2 separate regions of the Sus scrofa genome follow, and region 2 is linked to region 1. The links are chromatin contacts, called in public Hi-C maps. All regions are on one chromosome and are shown on one strand. Each heading gives the region's core, a stretch centred on a gene start, on an enhancer-like site or on the middle of the called end of the contact. The rest is flanking DNA. Distances are from core to core; before and after follow the strand shown. Region 1 overlaps CAMTA1 (calmodulin-binding transcription activator 1). Region 2 holds the start of VAMP3 (vesicle-associated membrane protein 3).

Region 1 (7,228 bases), core at 2,000-4,499:
AAATTAAAAAAAAAAAAAAAAAGACTTTGGTGGCCTAGAAGTAAGATGACCGCTCCCAGCCATTTCAGCCAAGGAAGAAAGGCCCATCTAAGAGCACGGATGGAAAGGCTTCCAGTCTGGAAGACTTGTTTCCACAGTGGAATCTCCCGTCTGTGAAACACCCTCTCCTGTCCCTGAGTTGGGTCTGGCATCCGGGGAATATCGTGGGGGCCTCGAGAACAGTCCCATTAAGGCTGGGGACCCTCAGGCATTGGGCAGCAGCAGGGGAGCTGGGGTCTGGCCTCTGGTGCCTGGAGAGGGGGAGTAAGGGGGGGATAGGGCCCAGGGCTGCATCCTCAACCCCTCCACCACCCAAGGCCAGCAGGTGCCCATCTCAGCCCTTCTCCTTCCTGGACACTAGGTGGCGCTCGCCACCCCGTCCTGGGCTGTTCTTGGCCCCCTGCTGGGAAAGGCAATGGAGCCTGGGGTGGACCCACCTGAGGAGGTGGCAGGAGAGCCAGAGGGGACAGCAACCCCACTCTCTGAACCCCTAGGGCTGGCCACCCCACTCAGTGACCTCACCTTCCCCTCCACTGTCTGAGCCCCGAATGGGGCCCTAACACCTCATTGCCCACACCAGGCAGGACAGGTGCTGTTAATCACTAAACTCAGACAATGACCATAAAACAGGGCTTCCCGGGGGGCACCGGGGCATAATGCCACTCTCCTTGCTCTGTGGCTGCCGTGGCTGGTTCCAGCAGGAGGTCAGGGGTTGCCAACACCTTTCGCCTCGCTTTCCTGCTCCCAGGTACCTCGGGGATCCTTGGGGGCAGGGCCCTCTCCCCTTGAACTGAGCAAGGTCATCCAAACCCCCTCCCCCCACCCCATCCCCCTTCCTCTCACTGCCCCCCCCCCCCCCGCGCACCCTGCCCCCATGGGAGCAACTGCAGCCCAGACAGGCTGCAGGCACATCAGAGCCTTGCCTGCACCATGCGCACAGAGTGAGGGGACCACTCTGGCCATGTGGAGAGCCAGGCAGTGTCAGCTGGTGAGGCTCCGTGGTACCCGACCCCCAGCCACCAGCTGGAAGATCGCCCTGCCAGCGCAGGGCAACCTCTGAGCCTCCTCCCAGCCCTTCTTCCAGTTTTTCTTTTCTGTCTCATCGCCTTCTCCACCAACCCCGCCTTTGCTGCCCGCCCCTGGCTATCGCCACCATATCCTGGGGACCCCAGGTCTCCCCTCATCTCCCTGGGGGGCCACCGAAATGCTCAGCCCACCATCTGTCCACAAGCCAATGACAGAGAAAGCCCCAGCTTCCTCTCTGCTTCCTTCCTGGGTCGGGGGAGGTCTCACCTGGCATCCTGCAGAAAAGGTTTGACAAACTCTGCGCCCCCTTCTGCCTAGAACGGAAAGCTCCAGGTCCAGGAGGGGGTCAGAACAGCCAGCCCCCATGCTGGATGCCAGCTGAGGAGCATCTGGGGGCCCCCGAGGCCCCAGCGGGAGGCAGTCGTGACGCGGTGGTTCTCGAAAGCAGGGCTTGTGGGCGTGAGGAACCTGCATGCTTCCCAAGCACGTGGGCTGGGGTGCAGACCAGCACCTGAGAGGAGCGGCCGCGGAGGCCTGGGTCCCTGGGCCCTCCCTCCGGGGCTGACACCCGCCCCCCACCCCCGGTCTCTGTCCCCTCCAGGGAGGAGTGAAAGTTCTCATCACAGGCCCGTGGCAAGAAGCCAGCAATAACTACAGCTGCCTGTTCGACCAGCTCTCAGTGTCTGCGTCTCTGATCCAGCCCGGTGTGCTGCGCTGCTACTGCCCAGGTGAGCGGGCCGCCAGTGGCAGAGGGCCTGGGGGCCCGGGATACCCCAGATCAGAGTCGGCCTGGGGAGGGGACCTTGGGCAGGTGGCCTTGTTACCCTGGGCCTCCGTCTCCTCTGCTTTGAAGCCGTGGGTCCCGAGTAGGCTGTTAGAATCTCATTGGACCCCTCATCAGAGGCTGCACGGGTGCGCTCGCCTGGGATCTTGAAGAAAACCGGATGAGGCCTGTTTAGACAACCAAGGGGCCCAGGTGGCACACCCAGGACTGGCCCCCAGGGAAGCTCCAGCCACCCTCCCCCTGACGGGTCACTGGAGCTGGGGAGAGCCGTGCAGCGGGGGGTGGGGGAGGGGGTGCACAAGGCTGCCCTCTCTCCCCACCCGCAGCCCAAGCCAAGCAGCAGCCACGAGAACAGGAGAGCCCAGCCCACGCAGGCCCCCAGAGCACAGAGCAGGTCGGAGAGGGACGGAGAAGGCCGGGCGAACTGCAGGGAGGGGGTGTCAAATTGAGACGAATCCGCACAAACTCCTTTGAGAATTTGGTGATGCCTCCGTCCAGCGGCCAGAAGAAGGCACGGACGCATGGTCTGCTTCCACTTTTGGGGACAGGGGCCCCCCGCATCACGTCCCTGGGCTCTGACCTTCTCTTACTCGGGCAGGGGTCATCATCTCGACGCAGCTTGGTGTCCCTGTCTGGTCCACTTGTCCTTGATCTCTGGCCGTGACTACCTCCCCCCTGACCGGTTGGCTCCCTGAGGACGGGGTCTGTGTCCTTCTCGGTCACCACTGTGTCCGCAGGGCTCGAAAATTGCCTGGCATGTTGCAAAAAAGCAGGTGGCTATTCGTGGAGGGATCTCTTTCTAGAGCTCATGTTTTCTGTGCTCTGGGCTGGGGGCTGGAAACCACCCCCCTTGTCTGGCCCGGCACACGTGTCATGAGCTCCAGGGGTGGCCTGTCCCGCTTGCCAAGGTGACAGACAGACAGAGGGGCAGATGAGGAGGTGGGGTGGCCGGGGTGGAGGGGCCCCACTCCATGTTATCTGAAGCCAGGGCACCTAGAAAAAGCGAGAGAGAGGGAGAGGGAGAGGGAGAGAGGCATGGGGGGAGCACATGTGCTCCCTGTGGAGGGCCGGGTGGAGAAGAGAAGTGGACAGGGCGGGAGTAGAGCTGGCCGGTGCCAGGGGGGTCCACCTTGAACCTCAGGCCGCCCTAGCTGTCTGCCTCAGCCCCCACCATGCTCCCCACCTGGGGCTCCTAGGCTGACCTGGAACATTCTCTCTCTCCATCTCCCCACACAGCCCGCCAGAGCGGAACACCACAGCTCCAGGGCTGGGCTCACGTGCTCAGCCTCCGCTCATCCCAGGGAGCCAGGGCCCCTGATGGCCTCCGCTGCTGGGCCTGCCCCCACCAGTGGCCTGGCTGGTTCCCATGCAGCCCCACCCCCACCGCACCCAGGCTCCCAGCAGCCCTGCTCAGCCTGGAGCATGGCCGTCCTGGAGACCAGCCAGACTGGGTCAGCCTATCCCAGCCCAGGGCTGCGTGAGGCCAGGGCAGGCCCACCTCTGCTGGCGAGGTAGGGGAGAGGGCAGCCTGTTATTAAACTGTCCACTTATCAACTGCTGCTGGAACGGGACTTGCCCAGCCTATAAATAGATGCCACTTCCTGTACCTGGTTCTGGCCTGGCTGAGGACCCAGACCTTGCCTGTCCTGAGTTATCTGACCCCTCCAGAAAGAAAAAAAGAGACTGGCCTTTGCGTGCCCTCTGGATGACGTCCCAGGCCAGGACCTGGCACAGCCCACATCAGCCTGTTTCCACCTGGTGCCTTGAGCCTAGCGGTCAACCTCTCTGGGCCTCCATTTCCACATCTTTAAAAACCACCTGCCAGTGGGCAAGGGACTGCGACGGAGGAAGGTCCAGGAGGCCCCAGCTCACAGGTTCAAGGCCTGGAGCTGCTCCAGGAGCGAGGCCTAGCTCTTTCAGTCCTGGGAGGGGGGCAGGGAGGGGAGAGAGGGGATCGGGGTTGTCCTGGTCTCAGCAGGGAGTCCTCCCGGTCTGAGAGCATTTCTGGGTCCCCAGAGCCGGCAGGAGAGTCTATGCCGGTCAGTGCGTCTCCCACTAACATCCTGCGTCTTGGACCCAGGGAGGCTTGGGCAGCCTGAGAGCGGGGACACCGCCCTGTTCCACCCTGAACCACAAAGCAGGGGGCCCCTTTGGGACATCCCTGTTTTGAAGGTCACATCGAGACACGTCACTCGGTAAGACAGCCCTGAATGCTGCGCGCGTACATTGATTTCTGAATTCATCGAAGAGTTTGCCAGGCACCAGTAGGCACCTCGGGTGGAGCTCAGACCCAGCCCTTAACCCTGCTCTTGATCCCAGGGAGCTCTCGTCCCGGAAGGAGTTGGTCACGTGAACGAGCCCCACCCTGGGGGCTGATGCTGGCTGCTCAGACACCTCCCGAAGCCTGGATCTCCCCAAGGCTCAGGGAAGCTGAAGCCGATCTTCAAGAAAGAACACTTGAAACCAGAATGAGACTGTCTTCTCCAAAAAGAAGAGCTCAGAGGGCTGTGAGCACAAGCCAGGCCACCTTAGAGTGAGAATGACATGGGAGGAGAGGAAGGGAGGGGGCACATGGCCACTGCCCACTGGCCTGCTGCACGTGCCCAGCAAAATGCATGGGGAGACTCGGGCTCGACCAAAAACGCGGTTCTTCTGGGCGCCTCCCCCTCCATCGCTGGCCGCAGAAGCCACACAGCCATGACATCTGCCCTGCTACAAGATTCCAGTAGCGCCGCAAGGTCGGGAAGGAGACGACCAAGCGAGGCCACGGAGCTTAGGCGAAGGAGGACTTGGGATTAGGAAAGGCGGCCGAGCCAGGGAGAAGACGGAGGCAGCCCCCCTCCCAACAAGAAGACTGTGCTTTGGGGCTTCCGGACAGCCCCACAGTGGAGTCCTTGGAGGTCACCAAAGGCCAAAGATGAAGTTCAAAATGAGATGAGCAAGGGCACTGCATTTTGAAGCAATGCACTCAACAAATAGGTGTTGAGGAGCCATAAGCCAGGCCTTGACCTTGGCCCTGGCCATCAAGAGGAACCAGGACAGATCCACTCCCAGCTCTCACATTCTATTGCAGGAGACAAAAAACAAACAACGAAACAAATAACCGAGATAACTGGAGAAAACCATATCAGAACCTTAGGATGTGGTGATGTGATAAGATACCTTGGGAAAGGGGAGCTTCCTTTGGGCAGACTGATGAGGGACCCCCAGCGATGAGACGAGCCGGTCGTGGGCAAGAATGAAAGGCAAGCATCCACGCAGAGGACCGAGGACGTGCAAAGGCCCTGGGGCAGGCACAGGCTCGGTCAGCTGGAGAAATATACGGATGGGGGAAGCTGGAGAGGCTAGATTGGAGAGGATGGCAGGGACCAAATCATGTCCATCCTTCTAAGTCCTAAGAAGGAGTCCGATGTGGTTTCCCTTGCCCTGGAAGCCATTAGCTTTAAGTGGGGAGTGGCTTGATCCAAATCATATCTTTAAAAAATGATTCCTGGGAGTTCTCGCTGTGGCACAATGGACTCAGCAGCATCTTAGCAGCTCCAGGATGCATGTTTGATCCCTGGCCCCAGCACAGTGGGTTTAAGGATCCCGTGTTGCCACCGATATGGTGTAGATCACAACTGCAGCTTGGATCTGATCCCTGGCCCAGGAACTCCATATGCCACAGGAAGGCCAAAAAAAGAAAGAAAAAATGATGTGGGAGGATGGATTGTAGGAGAGAAGAATGAAACAGGGAAACCCTAGGAGGCGGCAGAGGGAAGCCCCCGGACACCATCCCAGCAGAAACAGGTCGGTCTCGGGTGTGTGGAAGGTGCCCTCAGCAAGAGGCTACTGCAGGGTCCAGGCATCCAGGCCAGAAATGATGGCAGCTTAGGCTAGAGTAGTGGCCATTGCGTTGGAAAGAAGAGGACGGACCCAGAACTCACTGATGGACTGAAGGTGGGGAGGGAAAGAAAGTCCAGGAAGCACCTGGGTGATTGGCCTGCGGACACTGGGCTGTTGGGCTGGGACCCAGGAGACTGGGATAGGTTCTCTCTGCTCTGTCTCTCTGGGAAAGGCTGGGGTGTCTTTGGCTCCCCCACCATCCCAGCACAACCGAAGGTCGAACTCGTGCCAGGAGATGGTGGAAGACAAGCACCAGGTGGGGAGGAAGACCCCGGGCCAGAGACACCTGGAGCTCCCCAGCGGCCCGCGAGAGGCAGCAGCTTGCTCAGAGGAGCAGGGCTGAGCCAGCTCAGATGGGGCTTCTGCTGATGCCCTTCCTTCCTGTTGGTGAACCAGGCGAATCTCCAGGGAAGGTGAGCGGCCACGAGCTTGGAGATCTGCCCGGGGATGCCGTCCGAACCTAGGGCGGTCTGGACGTGGCTGGGGCTCCCTGCCCGGGGAAGGCACTGTGGGAGGTCCCGGGGGACCCCTACCCACCAGGAGCTCCTCTGTGATCTCGAGCTGAGGAGCCACACCGGGATAGAAAGCATGGGGGGGGGGGAACTTCACCGATCATCTCGGGGCAGTGACTTCCCGCAGACCCGCTCTGGGGACAGTGGCATAGCACCTACATCTGGGAGGGACAGAGGCCACAAGTCCACGAGCTGGTTTTCCCACGGGAGGTGAGGGCCATGCTGGACGTCCTCAGAGAGAAGCCAGAGCTTTACTCTGCAGCGGGGAGCTGCTGACTTGGATGGCTTCCTGGAGTCTAAGCTTCTGAAAACCAAGAGCCCAAACAGTAACGCGATCCCTGTGTGCGTCCTCCCTGGAAATCTGTCCTGGGGAGGCCCTGGGCACAGGCATCTGGTGTTCCAGAAAAGCAGAGCAGAGAGCACACAGTGCTGGTGTCTGCTGGGGACGAGGCCTGGCCGCGGGGAGCCGCCTGCACACCCCACTGGCCCCCCAAGACTTCAGCAGCAGCCTCACCCCCGGCGATGAAGCAGGCCTCTCTCTGCCAGGGCCCGGCTTTGCTCTTGCAGACAGTGGGCGTGTCCATGTATTCAACCCTTTGTTTTCCTTGAGCCCTGGGTCCGGGCCAGAGCAGCTAATGAGGCCCCTAAGGGGCCTCTCTTCCCGAAGCTTAACATCCAGAGGTTGGAGGGAGGCTCAGGCTTCACAGCAGCCCCCAGCCCACACCGCCGGACTCAGGGCAACAGGCCCCGCCCAAGGCCTTGGCCTCGGCCAGGAGGCAGAAGAACTTCTAAAAATATATGGAAGGCCTCGCTAAGGGCGTCAGGACAAGCCCGCAGGAAAAGGTGAACCAGAAATAAGCCTGAGGGCGTTCTCCTTGTGGCTCAGCAGGAACAGACCCGGCTTGTCTCCATGAGGATGCGGGTTCAATCCCTGGCCTCACTCAGTGGGTTAAGGGTCTGGTGTTGCCATGAGCTGCGGTGC
Region 2 (7,228 bases), core at 3,300-5,799, 89 kb after region 1:
ACAGCTTACAGAGGTTAAATTTCTTTTCCTGTCCCCACCACCTCCCAAGAACCTGCGAGGAGAGTCATCATCTGATCCCTTTTCTCATGTTCAGCACTTTAATTTTTTGGCCTTTACTTTCATGTGCAATGAGAATTACTTAGAGAAATTGGTGAAGCATGTAGCTTTTTTTAGTAGCCTTGGAAACGAGTCATTCTAAGGAATCATAAACCTTGCCTGGACATTGGCCACCTAAAAGATCAGTGTGGTGCTGCGTTCTGGCCAGTAAAGTCCATATTTTTGGCTATCTCTCATCCCAACGGAGCGGTTTCTGTGTATATATAGAAGGTAGAAACGGAAAGCGAGAAAACTATTTGAAAGGGATTATATTAATTGCTAAATATTTTATTCACAAAGGTCAGTAACATGGCAAGATAAAATTATTTGTATAGTTTTGTCTGAATGAGCGAGAAAAATGTGGATTATTGTTTGTATATATTGTATATATTAAAACAAAAGAGATACGTGCATGAACTCAAGAACAAAGAAATGAACAAAAGCAAAGCATTAGTGGCTATGGTCTGTAAAATGAAACAAAAAAAACTTTATTTCACTATAAGAGTACTTTATTTTAAATGTTCTTTAGAAGAACATTTTGCTAAAGCATGACTAAACTGCAAAAAAAAAAAAAAAGAGCTACTGTATTAAGACTTAGGAAAAAAGGCAGAGTAACATTACTTAAAAAAAAGGATATGTTTACATTTAATTTTGGCTACCAGGAGTTTATTTTCTTTTATTTAAAGATTTTTTTGCCAATGGTGCCAAGTAATGTGAATGCTGATATCGCTTAAGAAAATTAAGTTACTTTTGCTAAACAGATAATCATTAAGATGAATCCGTATATCGCGACACACCATCCACTCACTCCAACAAAGAACCCTTTAGAACGGTCAAAACCTGACAAAAGAAACAGGACAAGTAGAAATATGACTCACGTCTTCACATCTCCTGCTGGAAATCAGAAAATGTAATCAGAATTGCACGCACAAAAAAAAAAAAATAATAACGCAAAAGGATGCAAACCGGGCTTGTAGGGATGTCTTGGTATATTTGCTGTTTCCACATCATGAGGAGCCAAAGAAATCTGACGCTTTTAACAATTCAACAACTCATGTTAAATTAAGAGAATAAAGTTCGCATTTGCTGATGCCAGTTTAAAATTCCCGGGTTAAGTTTCAGGATCAGTTGGTGTAAAGCTGAGATAATCCGTTAGGTTTTGTTTGTGCCTGTGTTTTTTTCCTGGGTTCTGGCTGCCAACTGTAAGTTCAAACTCAAGGCTTGTTGTGAAGCCTAAAAATATTCACAAATCAGCTTTTAAACTGGTGTCTTAGAAAGAAGGTAGACACACAACGATTGTGGTAACAACGGGGGTCTGTGCTCTTGGTGCCTTTTCTATAATTGTACTTGTTTTTTAATTACTTCCTTTCACTGCCAACCTCGAATTACTGTACAGTACATGTCTTACTGCTTTGTGATCAGCTCTGACAACGTGCCAGCCCCACAACTCGTAGCCACCTGTGCATTTGTAAACTGACCTGACTCAGTTTTGTTTTTAAATGTGTGGGTTATGTTGCCGCTGTTGCAGTCCCCCGAATACCTATTATTTTACCCAAACTTGACCTGCAGGAGGACACTGAGTAACTTACAAACACCACCGCATTCATAAATGGGAACAGAACGTGAAAGCCAGCTCTTTCAGGATAGCCTATGCGAATACTGCATTCAGATCTGTTTATTCCATTTATCATGGTACAAATCTTTTGACAGGAGTAATGACCTCAGTGGATTTGCTTTAACCCTCCCGCCCCCCCTTTTTTTTTAATGTTTCACATGCCACATCATTAGCTGAGGACGTTCGAGACGCTGGGAGATAAAGATGGACATAGCATTAGGAGCGTTCTTAAGGAGGGGATAGGAAGTAGGTGCAGAACCTACCAGTTCAACTTATCAGTACAACTGTGAATCCCAGGTGAGGTACAAAAGCACCCCCGCGGAAACGAAGTGTTTCTGACCACTTTTCTCTTGGTTGTGAATCTTAATTTTGAATATAAGATGATAGGCAAGTGCAGCTTTCTTGGATAATCTCAATTCCCAAGTGCCAGGAGTAGGATTTCATTATAAAATTAATAGCTCATCTTATTCTGTCTCCTGAAGATTGAATTGCTCTTCTTGTTACCCATTTGAAATCAGCTGTACTGTGTGAACGAAATCCAGACAATAACTCGAACCCCTCTCTGGCTGCACGGTCGCTTATGGCAGTTCCACACAGTAGTTGGCGCCCAACGGGGGGTCCCTGAGACTTGCATGTAAAACTAGTCTAGATGTCTTCTTTTTGTAAGTTTTATTTTTGTAATTGTGCATGCAGAGCCTCATTGAATCAATGGATCTGTTGAAGAACTCAGCTGCTGGAAACCATGCAAAATGTTTTGAATTGCCCTTAAAATATGGAAAATGTTTTCTGAATGCTTTATATTCTTTCTGCTGTAAATTAAAAACGAAGAAAATTTCCCCATACTTTGTGTGTTTTGCCTTAACTTCACCTCATCTAGAAATCAGTATGTTTCGACTCCTTTGAAATCATTTTAAATATTTCCTTTTATCCCGATACAGTTTTTTGTGTGTTTGTTCTTTTCTTTTTTTCTCTTTTAGCCGCCCTGAGGCACGCATGGAATTCCCAGGCCAGGGATCAGATCCAAGTGGCAGCTTAGATCCCTTAACTCACTGTGCTGGGCTGGGTATCGAACCTGTGTCCTGGCCCTGCAGAGAGGTCGCTGATCCCATTGTGTCACAGTAGGAATGCCTGTTTTTGTTGTTTGGGTGGGTTTTTTTGGTTTGTTTGTTTTTAATGGCCACCAGTGCGGCATATGGAAGTCCCTGGGCCAGGGACTGAATCCAGGGCACAGCTGTGACCTATGTCATCAAACACACCGCAGCAACACCAGCTCTTTTAACCCTCTGCACCTGGCCCGGGATCAAACCTGCACCTCCACACCTGCGCAGGGACCCAAGCTGCTGCAGTTGGGCTCTTAACCCACTATGGCACAGTGGGAACTCCCAATGCAGTATTTTGACAGCGAACGTCACATAGCTTCAGATCTGCTCAGGAAAGAAGAAATTTCTCAGAGCCACTATTCCTAGAATACTTGCTTGCCAACTGTCTTCTCCAGCACCTCTCAACACATCAATCACTTGTCTACGTGCAGAAAGTTGAAGACACGGATCCAAATTCACCTTTCCAGTTAAAACCCTCTGCAGTTTTTTTAAAGCCTTCCTTTCTGAGCATTTGGTCGCTCATCTCATTCCCTTTCACCACAGACCTTCCTGTCTCCCTGGTGGACCCTCTTCCTTCTGATCCATCCCGGGGCTACTGCTGGACAAGTTCTGGGTGACAGATCTGCCGCAATCCATGAGACTTCAACGGTTTCGAGAGCCCACTGTGTTTACATGCCATTCTCCTTGCTTGTTAGTCTTTACCTTTTATTCAATCTTATTTTCACCTGTGCCCTAACCTGCACCAGTCCCACCACCACCCGCACCTCCTCGGTCTGTTCAAACCAGGTCCATCTTGAGTTTCTTTGTCTATGAAAGGTTGTTCCTCCCATGCCTGGAAACTCTCCTTTTTGCCACTTGATCCAACTCAAATCTCACCTCCTCTGTCTTGCTTTCTTGTCTATTTTTATTTGTTCATGTAGTGATTTAAAATTTTTTCATTATAGCCTAGTTTACAGTGTTCTGTCAATTTTCTACTGTATTTCCTAATTTTTTTATATAGTGAACTCTCCTGTTTATTTTAATATACATCAATATTTCTTTTTCCAATTATCCCATTTAGGGTTGCAACAGACAGTTTGGTGTTTATTTTTTCATTTCTCATCGAATCTGCCGGTTGACCTCCCGGTGTTCTGTGGTGTTTGTTTAGTGTAGGAGTTGCCTGTGGTGGTAGGAATAATGTCAGGAGCAATTTAATACCTTGCAGAGTAACTCACTGAATTGGTGCCTGGGCCTCAACCCAAATCAAAAGCTGGGGACCTACTCCCTACTGGGGGGGTCCAGAAATACAGAACCATACAAAGCCCAGTTACTGATGTGAAGGCTCCTGTAAACGGGTTATAATAAGCTCTGTGCAATGACAAATATTTGTGTCACAAATGACTACACGAAGAGAGGGACCCTAGGCCCAATCAATGCCTCTGACGAATACCCTGAAGGAGCTTCAGGTCTTATTTTAAAAGTTTCCTGGGGAAATGCGGTGTCTCTAGCATCACTGGGTAAGACGCAACGTTAAGCAGAAGCCCATGGGCTGTCACTGATACCGTCACGGCCACAGGAATGACCCACGGGCCCAGAATAACGTAAAGCGCCCCCACCCCCGACCACCCACACAGTCCCTTTCCCGGGACTAAGGCTCCGGGCCCCCAGGGTCAGGGCGGCCGGCCGTGGGGGGAGGGAGCGGAACCGCCCTCCGGGCCCGCCCCCGAGGCGCCCCGCCCCTTCCGGCGCGCCCCTCGCCGCCGCGCACGCCCCGTCCACCCCGTCAGCCCCTCCCTTTGACGTCATCGGCCCCGCGCCGCCGCCACCGCCGCCTGCGCCTGGCCCCGCCCAGGTTCCCCGCCTCAGGTCCCGCTGCGCCTCTTCGTCGATTCTCGCCCGCTGTCGCCGCCGCCGAAATGTGAGTGACACAAGGCGACACGGAGCGACCTCGGGCCCTGGGGGCGGCGGCCAGTGGCTGGGACCCCGGCCCGGCTCGGCCTGGCTCCCTTCTGCAGCGTCTCGGACGCGGGCCGAGGCTTCGCGGGGGCTCCCGAGGCCTGGGGGTGGGCGGCGGGCGGCCCCGGGGATACGAGCTGCAGACGGGCCGGGTCGGCCCTGGGCGTTGCCTGCCGCCCCGGAGGGCCCTGCGGCGGTCGCGCGGCCGCGGAAGGGGCGAGGGCGGGGCGGCCGGTGTTTCCCAGCGGAGGGGAAAGCCCTTCCCCGTCCCATTTTCTCCTCCCCTCCCTCCGCCCCTCCCCGTCCCATTTTCTCCTCCTTCCCGTTCCAAGTTGACTGAGGGGAGCTGTGGCCACTGCCCTCGTCCTGGAGACCTGCTCGCTATCGGGTTGGGTTGGGCTCCGGAAGTTGCAAGGGAGGGGCCTTCAGCCCTGTCTTGAGGCACTTGCGGTCAGAGTGGGTCAGAGTGGACTCGGGCGCATAGCCGTAGGCCTTCTCTCTTTTTTTTTTAAGCCGAAGCATTCTTGTTGTGACCCTTGAAAGCGGGGAGTTTCCGGTGGTAACATCCAGGGAACTCTTAAGTGTCAAAAATCACAGGGAGCCCCTGTCCCCACTCCAGCCTGCTCAGTGCTCACCCCAGAGGAGAAAGGAATGGGTGCTTTCCTAGGGTTCCTAACGGAGCAAGAGACACCACTCCGGAGTGTATGTACCTCCTTGAAGCTGCCGTGCCGGCTCTCGGTGTGTGAAGTCCAGATCTGTAGAATTATGCAGAACCTAATCTAAACACAGGCGCCACTGCAGCCAGTGGTGTCAACTTTCTAAAGCTATTCATCTATAAAATGAGGTTAACAATAGTGTTCCCTCAAAGAGTTTTGGGGATTAAATGAGAAGATGCACCAACACATGGCCCTTTGCTGTTATCTCTCAGACAATAAACTCTCTGAGGGCAAGGGTGGGATCTCCTTTATCATTGGTCTTTGACACATGATAGATATGAAATAACTGTTGAATCAATGAATCAGTGGCTGTTATATGCAAGATAAGTGCTCTAGGTGCTGTCTGGGATACTGGAAGAGACGTGTAAGACACAGGAGTCGGTGATCTGTTAGAGAGGGCAAGACTCTATTAATACATGAAAAATCAAAGCATTGCCAACCAAGTAATGGAAGCAATTAGGACTTCCTAGCCTGCGTGGTCGTGAAAGGTCTGCCTGGGGAAAAATAAAGCTTTCAATGAGGGTTTAAAAGAGGCACCTTTTTGGAGTTCCTGTTGTGGCTCAGCACTTAGCTAACCCAAATAGCATCCATGAAGACACGGGTTCGATCCCTGGCTTCACTCCGTGGGTTAAGGATCTGGCGTTGCCACGAGCTGTGGTGTAGGTCGAAGACGAGGCTCAAATTCCGAGTTGCTGTGGCTGTGGTGTAGGCTGGCAGCTGTAGCTTCGATTGGACCCCTAGCCTGGAAACCTCCATGTGCTGCGGGTGTGGCCCTAAAAGGCAAACATACAAAAAAAAAAAAAAAGTACCTATTTAGCGAAGAAGAAGCGTGGCTTCGTCTTACCTTTTCCACTCCCAGTGCCTTCTACTCGGCATCTGGGTCTTCCCAACTCTGTTTCTCTAAGTGAATCTATTTCCTCATACTGGAAAAGGGCATTTTATGATTGTTTATACAATTCTTTGCCACAGCGAAAAGATCAGAAGATTGCTGAGTGCATTTAAGTAGACTTATACCTTCAAACAAGTCATAAAAAATGGGAAAATAGGAGTTCCCTTCGGGGCTCAGCGGTTAATGAACTTGACTAGGATCCATGAGGATGTGGGTTCAATCCCTGGCCTCGCTCAGTGGGTTAAAGATCCCACGTTGGCACAAGCTGTGGTGTAGGTTGCAGACGCAGCTCGGATCCCCAGTTGCAGTGGCTGTGGTGTAGTCCGGCAGCTGTGGCTCCGATTCCACCACTAGCCTGGGAACCTCCATAAGCTGCAGGGCGCAGCCCTAAAAAAAGGCAAAAAAATAGGGAAAATAGAGTTTACTTATCTTAGGATCAGGTGCTTTTGTGATACAAAGTAGATCCTGTTAAATCTCATTTCAGACCTTGATCACTTTTAACATGTGGGTGAATCTCTGAAATTATAGAGAAACTAGAAGAAATGGCATTAGAACCTTTGTTCATTACTGCAGGAAGGATTTCCTTTTTCCGCTTTAGTGCTGAAATTCCCAACACTGAGTGTCCTGGAGTGCACCTTCACACTTGGAGAAGTGTGTTTGGAATCCTCATTTACCCATGCTTGTGCCTTTACCTCAGGTCGACAGGTGCGCCTGCAGGTTCCAGCGCTGCCGCTGGCAGCAACAGAAGACTTCAGCAGACACAAAATCAAGTGGACGAGGTATTGCTTTCCAATGTTGTTGCATTTTAAGCCAAGATGGGAAGGCTTTGGAAATAATTCTGTTTAGAAAAAGTATCATAAAAGTGTAAATGTAAAGT

What was found. A called contact is a pair of places that touch in the nucleus more often than the background predicts.
Region 2: a contact with region 1 is called in a Hi-C map of liver, with 2.6 times the contacts expected there. The contact joins the promoter of VAMP3 here to the enhancer-like site in region 1. A contact is called at or near these places in 2 of 5 promoter capture datasets (fetal skeletal muscle and liver), 4 of 47 Hi-C or Micro-C datasets (embryonic fibroblasts, epiblast stem cells, liver and 1 more) and 1 of 2 datasets of contacts at active chromatin or transcription factors (skeletal muscle).

What each region holds. Positions count from the first base shown.
Region 1 is chr6:68,381,267-68,388,494 of Sscrofa11.1, forward strand. CAMTA1 (calmodulin-binding transcription activator 1) reads left to right here. Exons shown (of 23, transcript XM_021097514.1): 8 at 1,667-1,793. Among named protein-coding and RNA genes, the nearest start is that of VAMP3, 89 kb to the right of the region's middle. Within about 2 kb of position 3,250, at least 20 of the 83 cell types and tissues checked have an H3K27ac peak or open chromatin away from gene starts, as enhancers often do. A contact at or near this core is called in fetal skeletal muscle, liver and skeletal muscle, where this site is marked.
Region 2 is chr6:68,469,372-68,476,599 of Sscrofa11.1, forward strand. VAMP3 (vesicle-associated membrane protein 3) reads left to right here and starts at 4,550. Exons shown (of 5, transcript XM_021095270.1): 1 at 4,550-4,708; 2 at 7,049-7,130. The coding sequence starts at 4,707. CAMTA1 (calmodulin-binding transcription activator 1) reads left to right here. Exons shown (of 23, transcript XM_021097514.1): 23 at 1-2,551.